2 separate regions of the Oncorhynchus mykiss genome follow, and region 1 is linked to region 2. A link is a contact called in public Hi-C data. All regions are on one chromosome and are shown on one strand. Each heading gives the region's core, a stretch centred on a gene start, on an enhancer-like site or on the middle of the called end of the contact. The rest is flanking DNA. Distances are from core to core; before and after follow the strand shown.

Region 1 (4,040 bases), core at 1,202-3,701, 150 kb after region 2:
TCTACTCGCGCCAACCTGGGCTTGAACCAGGAACCATCTGAACACAGACAACTGCCTCACACAAAGCATTGTTACCAATTGAAACTCAACTAGAGAGCATCACTAACTAGTTAGCCATTTCACACCCGTTACACTAGTACCCCTGGTTGGGAGTCACTGCACTAAAGGGTAAAAAATGTTTTGAACAAAATAGTGTTTTTTAGACACAACTGCAAACTTCAAGGAGTAGGGCATTCAAGGAGTTGATCTGATGGGAATTTGTGATGTTATCGAGGAACAAAAAAAGATCAACAGAGAATACACTTTGGTTGTGTTTATGAATGTCTTGTGGAACATTTAAATATGCACAGCACTTTCATTAGTTTGTTACTGTAGGCAATCTTCTGCGCAAAACCCTTACCTTTGCCAAAGAGTTATTTGGCAAAGGTACTGGTTTTGGAAACTTCAGAATCTGCTATTTCTGCGGAAATCGACTCTCTCGCAAGAGCATGCTTTTGCAGCACAGTCAATAGCGCCCCGGACCTCGGGCTCAAAGGTCGAGGGTTCGAGATCTGCTCCCTGCTGTTTCATTACAATACTAACAACATGTGTGTTAAATAAACTTATTTTAAGTTAAGTTAAGGACAGAGGTGGGAATGACTAAACATTTCAGCGATATTTCAGTTTAAAATTCATATCCAGTCAAAATGACTGCCTACGCACTTTTGGTGTTAATCTCAAGTAGATGCCAGGTGCATACAGAACAGAATATAATAAAATAGAAGAAAATATAATAGAACGGTTCATTTTTGTTTTTCAAAACCATAAAACCCATATGACCTGATTTAATTCACAAGACAATAGTTTAATTGATACTAACCTGGTTTCATTCATACACCATGGCATTAATTATCCAGATCGTACCACTGTTATAAAAGCATGTTCACCCGTTAGCCTGCCAACAGGTTTTTTCCAAGACACTAGAACATTTGCATTCATCAAGGACTCCCTATTTTATTCACTTACTTGATTTTAGAGCCTCTCAAAATATGTTATTAAGGTAGCTATATTAATGTCAACCTTGTTTTATCCTGAGCAAAACCTGGCACTGGCACGCGTATGTAACCTGATAATAGACTGGCATTTTACAAAGACACGCTGATGATGGAGAATAACCTAACGTCAAATGGGGACAGACTGTATTTGTCCTAATGTTATTCTACTAACTATTATTATGAACACACCACGACAATGAGCAGACATGAACGGTACAAATAGTCCCCTTACCCTCTCCTTTCACTCTCGAGCTGTCAAACGCTGCAGCCTGCAGCACAGGAGACAGACGTGTGTTTTATTCCATGGACCGTGTACCAAAGATGGGAGATAAACGAAGATAGTTCACTGAGGCCGTTTACCAATGAAAAAAAGTAGTTTCGATCTACCTAACTGTGTATGTCTCCAATAGACACCAATGCAATAGCAGCTGTGTATGGTCTACACAGTTCATTGACTTTCATTAAACCAGAAAAAAACAGTGGGCGTGTCCATAGAGAATGATAGAGGCCTCTAGTGGCCAAAAGGCCATTTAAGCATGGGCAGCACCATTAAGGACTTCCACCATTTTAATGTAGTCAACTGGGTGGGACTTCCAACTTAATTTGCTGATTCCTCATGATGACACTGTTGGAGTCATGTCCAAACAGATCATCAGGAGGGATCAGCCAATTGTTAAGAAGAAAATTGACTATTTCAAAATTGAGATTACCTCAAAGGCGCTTGTGGTGTCACAGATGCTATAATGGCACAGATATAAAGATGAGTCCTATATCTATCTCTATTGGTGTCTCGCTTCCTCTTCGGTCTCTGAGTGTACTTCAGCTGAAATGCAGACCTCGATCCACCCCATCCAATAGGAATAGTTGTACCACAAAACACCTTATCATTTGGATGGGCTTTGATCGAAGCCCCATCCATTAACTGCTAGGCGATGAGTATATCCAGGTGCTTCAAAGTCAGGTAAAACTGAGCGGGTGCGGGTGCGTTCGAGAGCAATGAATCAGTGCAATCGTTTTCTTCAACATTTGCAGTTTTGAGAGATAATTTAGCAATTTTATAACAAATTTCATGCAATTCTACTTATGGGGTGGAGAGCAATCTTTGCCGTTTTAAAGCTAAGCAAATTCTACAGTTTTTGCCATGTAAATATGATTATGCCATATGATTTCTGGGCACGTGCCTTGAGTGCCCAGTAGTTATTTGGCCATGATTATTACACTTTTCTTAAAAAAAAATTAACTCTGACGTGTGATCCAGCATTAAAAAGATTGACCTAGAGAATCTTTGATTGAAATACATGGGATAGTAATACTTTGAAATTGAACCATGTTATTTTCAAATACTCCAATTCAAACCATCAAACCTAAAAAGCTGCATAAACTCAGAGATACACCCAATTTATGTGCATCTCCCAGTTGATGCCTACTCTTCATACCGGCAGCCTGAAACGTGTCCAGTATATTTAATGTGACGTCATCAGAAGTGGACGGTAGATGAAGACGAATGTAAGCGTGTTGATCTCGCCCGGAGCAAGTAAAAATCGGTAAAGTTTGGTTATAAACTGCTATGCAAAATGTTATAAAGGACACGAATTATGCCTCCCTTGAGGTGATATTACGAAGTTGACTCAGGCTAGATAACGCGTTAGCCACATGCTTGTTCAATGGTAGCAGAGATGCTTTGAAGGTAACGTTAGCCTACTCTCAGTTCTGAATATTTTGTTCAAACAGTTAAGTTACCATAAATAAACATGCATTTGTTCAGCCTTTGTATGTTCAAAAATCCTATAAGATCAACGGATGACTGGTCAATGTTTGTCTGAAGTGGAAACACATTTAGGGTAACGTTAGGTAGCTAGGTGATTTTAGTTCCAAACTAGTTAGCCAACTATGCGGGCCCTATACATTTTGAGATGCGAACGGAATCGATACAATTAAACAATAAACGTATTAAATGAATTAGCACACGTTTATCAAAAGACAAACATAATGCATCAGTGATTCTTATTTAATGCAACTTTCTGAAGAGGAAACGACAATTCCCCGTCTGTATGTGCGGCGCCCAGCTACCACTTACGTGTAGCCGTTAGCGATGATGCTAATGAAAAATCTTCTGGTAGATTCAATGTTAACTACAAAGTAGCCTATGCATACCTGCCAGAATGATATCATGATTATTTGCATAAATCCAAAAACATAACTGAACATCCTCTTGCTAGGTGCCCACTGGAATGATAGGGTACTTAACCCCAAAAATCGAAATTTCTCAATTTCCCAAGACCTCAAAAGTAGTCTCCTGATGTGGTTCAAGCAGTATTGTTGACCTCGAACATCCAATAAAGTTGTTATTCGTATTCAATTAGAAGTGCGATTTTGATAGCAAAGAGTTGAAATAAATCTTGGGAAAATGGAAAACAGAATTTAGGGAAAAACAAAAAGGAATTAGGGAAAAAAGATTTTATAGGGCCCTAATAGACTATGTAGCTACGAGATGTAGCCTCCAATAAATTCACAGCCTTAAATCAATTTTCAGGTTCGACAAGTCTCAAGATGGATTCCCTATACGGCCAGGTAGCCATTGGAGTATTGGGAGGAGTGGGCTGTGGACTTTTCCTTGGCTGGCACTTCCGGGCTCGGTTCAGCAACTCTTCCAAAGACAACGGGGCGGCGATGGGGAATGGCAGTAGGGGTGAAACGGCCACCAGCGTCATGGGAGAAGGAGGGGAGTTCAAAATGATCCTGGTGGTCCGATCCGACCTGAAGATGGGCAAGGGGAAAGTGGCCGCCCAGTGCTCACACGCTGCCGTGTCAGCCTATAAACAGGTCCAACGCAGGAACCCTGAGCTTCTGAAACAATGGGAGTACTGTGGCCAACCCAAGGTTGTGGTTAAAGCTCCAGATGAGGACAGTCTGATAGAACTGCTAACCCATGCCAAAGAGTTAGGGCTGCCTGTCAGTCTGATCCAAGATGCTGGGAGGACCCAGATAGCGCCAGGATCCCGTACT
Region 2 (3,866 bases), core at 1,345-3,844:
AGGGGTAAATCCTGTATGTAAAAGCCATATGAGCTTCCAAGATGTGAGGGAAAGAGGGGACCCTGGTGTTTTATTTGGCAGTGATGATAGCTGCTGGTTGGCTGGTTAAGAGCTCTTAGCTCCTGCATGGTAGCAACAGTAAATACTGGCTTATAAAAAAATATATATATAAACAGAACCATTATTACCGAAACCTCTAAGGCTTCTGGGAAAAATTGGTGGATTCTGGGGCCAAGATGCAAACCAGACGGGCAGTCATCAATTACAGAAAGGATGCAGAGCAGATGGAAAGAAACTGTGGAGAACAAACAGACCTGAGGTTTAATGGGAAGTCATTTTAGTTTTTTGTTATGGGTTAGGTTAGGCGGCCTCTTTTCTGACTGCATGGCTAAATTAATTCACCTGTGTATTCAGTACACTACACTACTGTAACAACTTGGGTCAGTGTCCAATCTGGGCTCATCGTCATGTCAATGGAAATCCTTAAGAGAATAACTCTTAAAAGAATAAATAACACAGACCTTAAGTGTGCAGTTCCTTAGGGGCAAACGAGAGAACAGAAGATAAGTATCTCAACGTCATGAGAATCCAAACAGCCCACCTTCTTCAAGACCTTCATGGCGAAAATCTTTCCCGAAGTAGCACCCGACACCTTACGAACTTGAAAAACCTGAATGTGATAGGGGGAAAGTCAAACCATGAATTTATGCTCTCTATTCTAAGGAGAAGACGTGAATGAATACTTGAACAAGTCATAGGGTGATGAGGGATAGCTCACCTTTCCATAGCCTCCTTTTCCTAAAACCCGGAGTAACTCAAAGCATTCCGGACGAATCTGCTCCGTTCCTTTGTTGACGCTGTCTTCAGAGATTTCAAACTTTTCACAGTCGTCCATGTTACTTTAAAATAAATTTAAAAAGACAACCATTGAAACATAATTAATTTAATGTCAAATTTCAGCCAGTTGAATCTACCCGAATGACAAAACCAGAAGGTTAGATTAAAGATGGAATCCACAGTAGGGGAAAACAGTCCTGCCTGCACAAGCAATCTATCAACTAAAATCACTCATGGTCCTTTCTCTGTTCATCAAGCATACAACATCATAAAAGTGGTCAAAGGTGTTTCTGTAGTTAACAAAAAATGTATTACACAGATTATTAATCCCTTTAGGGCAATTAGATTGACACCTGTGCCCAAACAATAAAACACATAGAATTGCATGTCAAAGAAGCACCCTGTTGTCAAAGATGTTGTGGTGAGTGTGCCACATTAGCTAGTGCTAAAATATACAGGCTGAACCTATGTTGTAAATACCCACAATTCGAAACCGCTGCATTGCTCAGTGCATTCGCTCATTTGGGTCTGGCAAAAAAGAAGAAAAAAAAAGAGAACAATTTAACAACAGGATTGATCTTTCCCCATCAGTAGACAACTTCAAAAATATACCTGTTCCAGTGATTATTCAGACGGGACTTTTTTGACTGCATCACACACACAGTCTTGTGAGACTGCTGAAAAAAAGCAAACGATTCTAAAATTAAAGATGTACGAAAGAGTAGCTAGAACAACTTGTTTCACTTGTCCACATCCAACGATGCCGAAATCTGATCATCAGAGGTCAAGTGGTTTCATAGCTATAGTAATCTGTCAATGCGTAACGTTATATCCGTTAACGTTAGCTATGTTTTGACAATCCAACTAAGAATGGATCGTTTATTGAAAAGACAGATGGCTAGGCCTATAGAGCTGGTTAGTTTAGCTTGCCACCAACGTTAAGTCCGCCCTTGGTTCAGCTACCTAATAATAGTTAGTTACTATAATATTAATTAGCTAGCTACCTTCTTACTTACTTACTTACTAACGTTAATCGCTAAGTTAACTAGTTATATATTAGCGGATGTAAGCGTGGGTTATTTTGGACTTGCCACGCACGACTAGCTAACCGGCTGATATGTTGAAGTTATTGACAAAGACAGTCTTAAGCTTCTGACTAACATCAGATTCTTTACTGCAGACAAGTTAGTTTGCGCCTCCCTTCTTCACTAGCAGCTAACGATAGTAGCTAACTGGTTCATGCCAAGGTCGGAAGCTAAAGGAAACTAGCTAGCTAGTAATGTTTTGCTGGGTGGCTAGCTAATTATTGTACAGTAGCTGGCTACTTACCCCATCCCCGAGTTCATCATCAGACACATTTTCGTCCACCTGATCCAAATCAATGTCGAATACCCCCGCCATTGCGTTTGCTTGGTCCCTCTCTCTCACTCAGTCCGAAATAAAGTATCAACTTCTCCACTGCCTCGTGGAAATACACCTCCGACATAACCGGCTACAGTAAATAGAACCCATGCGAGTAGCAGTACCGCTAGCTACCGGCCACACGCAATTTAAAAAACAAAGCCCAGTGTTGAGCACGCGCACTGCTGAAATGAGATAGTAGCTGAGTAGCTTTAATAGTAGCCCAATGTCCATGATGCCCCATACTTTTTCCTTAAATTATTTCGCTCGTTTAAACATGTCATATTTGATCGTAGTTTAATAGTTTAAAAGTGATGTTTGTGTAATATGGCTCAGAAATGAGCTATGATGATGATATTGTAGTCAGTCAAAATCTAATAAAATGTTATTGGTCACATACACATTATGTAGCAGATGTTATTGCAGGTGTAGAGAAATGCTTGTGTTCCTTGCAACAACAGTGCAGTAGTATCTATCTAACAATTCACAACATTACACACAAATCTAAAATAATGGAATTAATAAATATATAAACATTTGGCCCATGGACTGCCTGGCATATTTTTTTGCCACAACAGGTATGATTGCACTATGAAAAAACGTTCACAGGCTTTTGTGTATTCTCACTTGGTTAATTGTGATCTTAGTGTCTTTTGTGATCTAACCTGTAACCAGACTAACTGTTTGTGTGCAGATACCCGTTACTGGCAGTAGATGGCAGTGAAAACAAAGCAATCCTTCTTCGTGTTTCACCCCATTTGGACCTCTGAGTCTTGCAGTGATCGTAAGTGCCAACAGGGGACGCCCATAGGGTGTTACCAAATATGTAGAATAACCCACATAAATGTTCACAGTCACCTTGGGTTGAGGTGGTGTGAGAATTATATGATGTGATGTTTCACATATAGCATCACCATTCCTGTGATGATGACTCATGACTGGGAGCATTTATTCAACACACACACACACACACACACAAAAAACCCCACCTTACTTCTACTCAGTGCCCTATCTCTGTGAAATCTGTGGTCCTAGATCAAAGGGACTGTGTTTCAAGTTTAACGTTTTTTTATTAGTCGTATGTACGGGATACACATGGAATACGTAGTCCAACAAAATGCTTACTTGCAGGTTCCTTCTCGACAATGGAAACAACAGTAAGAAATAATCAAATATAAAAATCCAAATATAAAGTCAATGGCAGTAGAATATATATATATATTTTTTGCATATATATAATAAATGGAGGTGACAATTTATAGTTCAATATTTACACGTGTATAGGGGAAGGGGGATGGGGTAAGTGTATAAATTGAGCAATATAATAAGAGTCTTCTGGTAGTAGAAGTTGTGATGTGTGTGTAGCATGAATGTATATAATATATGTGTGTGTCTATGTCTGTGTGGGTATGTGCATGTGGGAGTGCATGTGTGCTAATGAGGGACGAATCAGACCAGGTGGTCAGTCCAGTTCAAGTGTTCAGTCCAGTTCAAGTGTTCAGCGGTCTGATGGCTTGTGGATGGAAACTGTCTCTGAGCCTGTTGTTATCAGTCCTCGTGCTTCAGCTTGTGGCTGGGGTGTGTGGGGTCCTTGATGTGTGTATGTGTGTGTGTGTGTGTGTGTGTGT

What was found. A called contact is a pair of places that touch in the nucleus more often than the background predicts.
Region 1: a Hi-C map of liver shows a contact between it and region 2, with 3 times the contacts expected there. The contact joins the promoter of ptrh2 here to the promoter of rps6kb1a in region 2. A contact is called at or near these places in 2 of 3 Hi-C or Micro-C datasets (blood and liver).

The regions. Positions count from the first base shown.
Region 1 is chr12:33,780,363-33,784,402 of USDA_OmykA_1.1, forward strand. It overlaps ptrh2 (peptidyl-tRNA hydrolase 2, mitochondrial), which reads left to right and starts at 2,452. Exons shown (of 2, transcript XM_021623550.2): 1 at 2,452-2,578; 2 at 3,568-4,040. The coding sequence starts at 3,585.
Region 2 is chr12:33,634,952-33,638,817 of USDA_OmykA_1.1, forward strand. It overlaps rps6kb1a (ribosomal protein S6 kinase beta-1), which reads right to left and starts at 2,595. Exons shown (of 15, transcript XM_021623546.2): 1 at 2,167-2,595; 2 at 1,450-1,514; 3 at 1,322-1,365; 4 at 779-899; 5 at 602-670. The coding sequence starts at 1,359.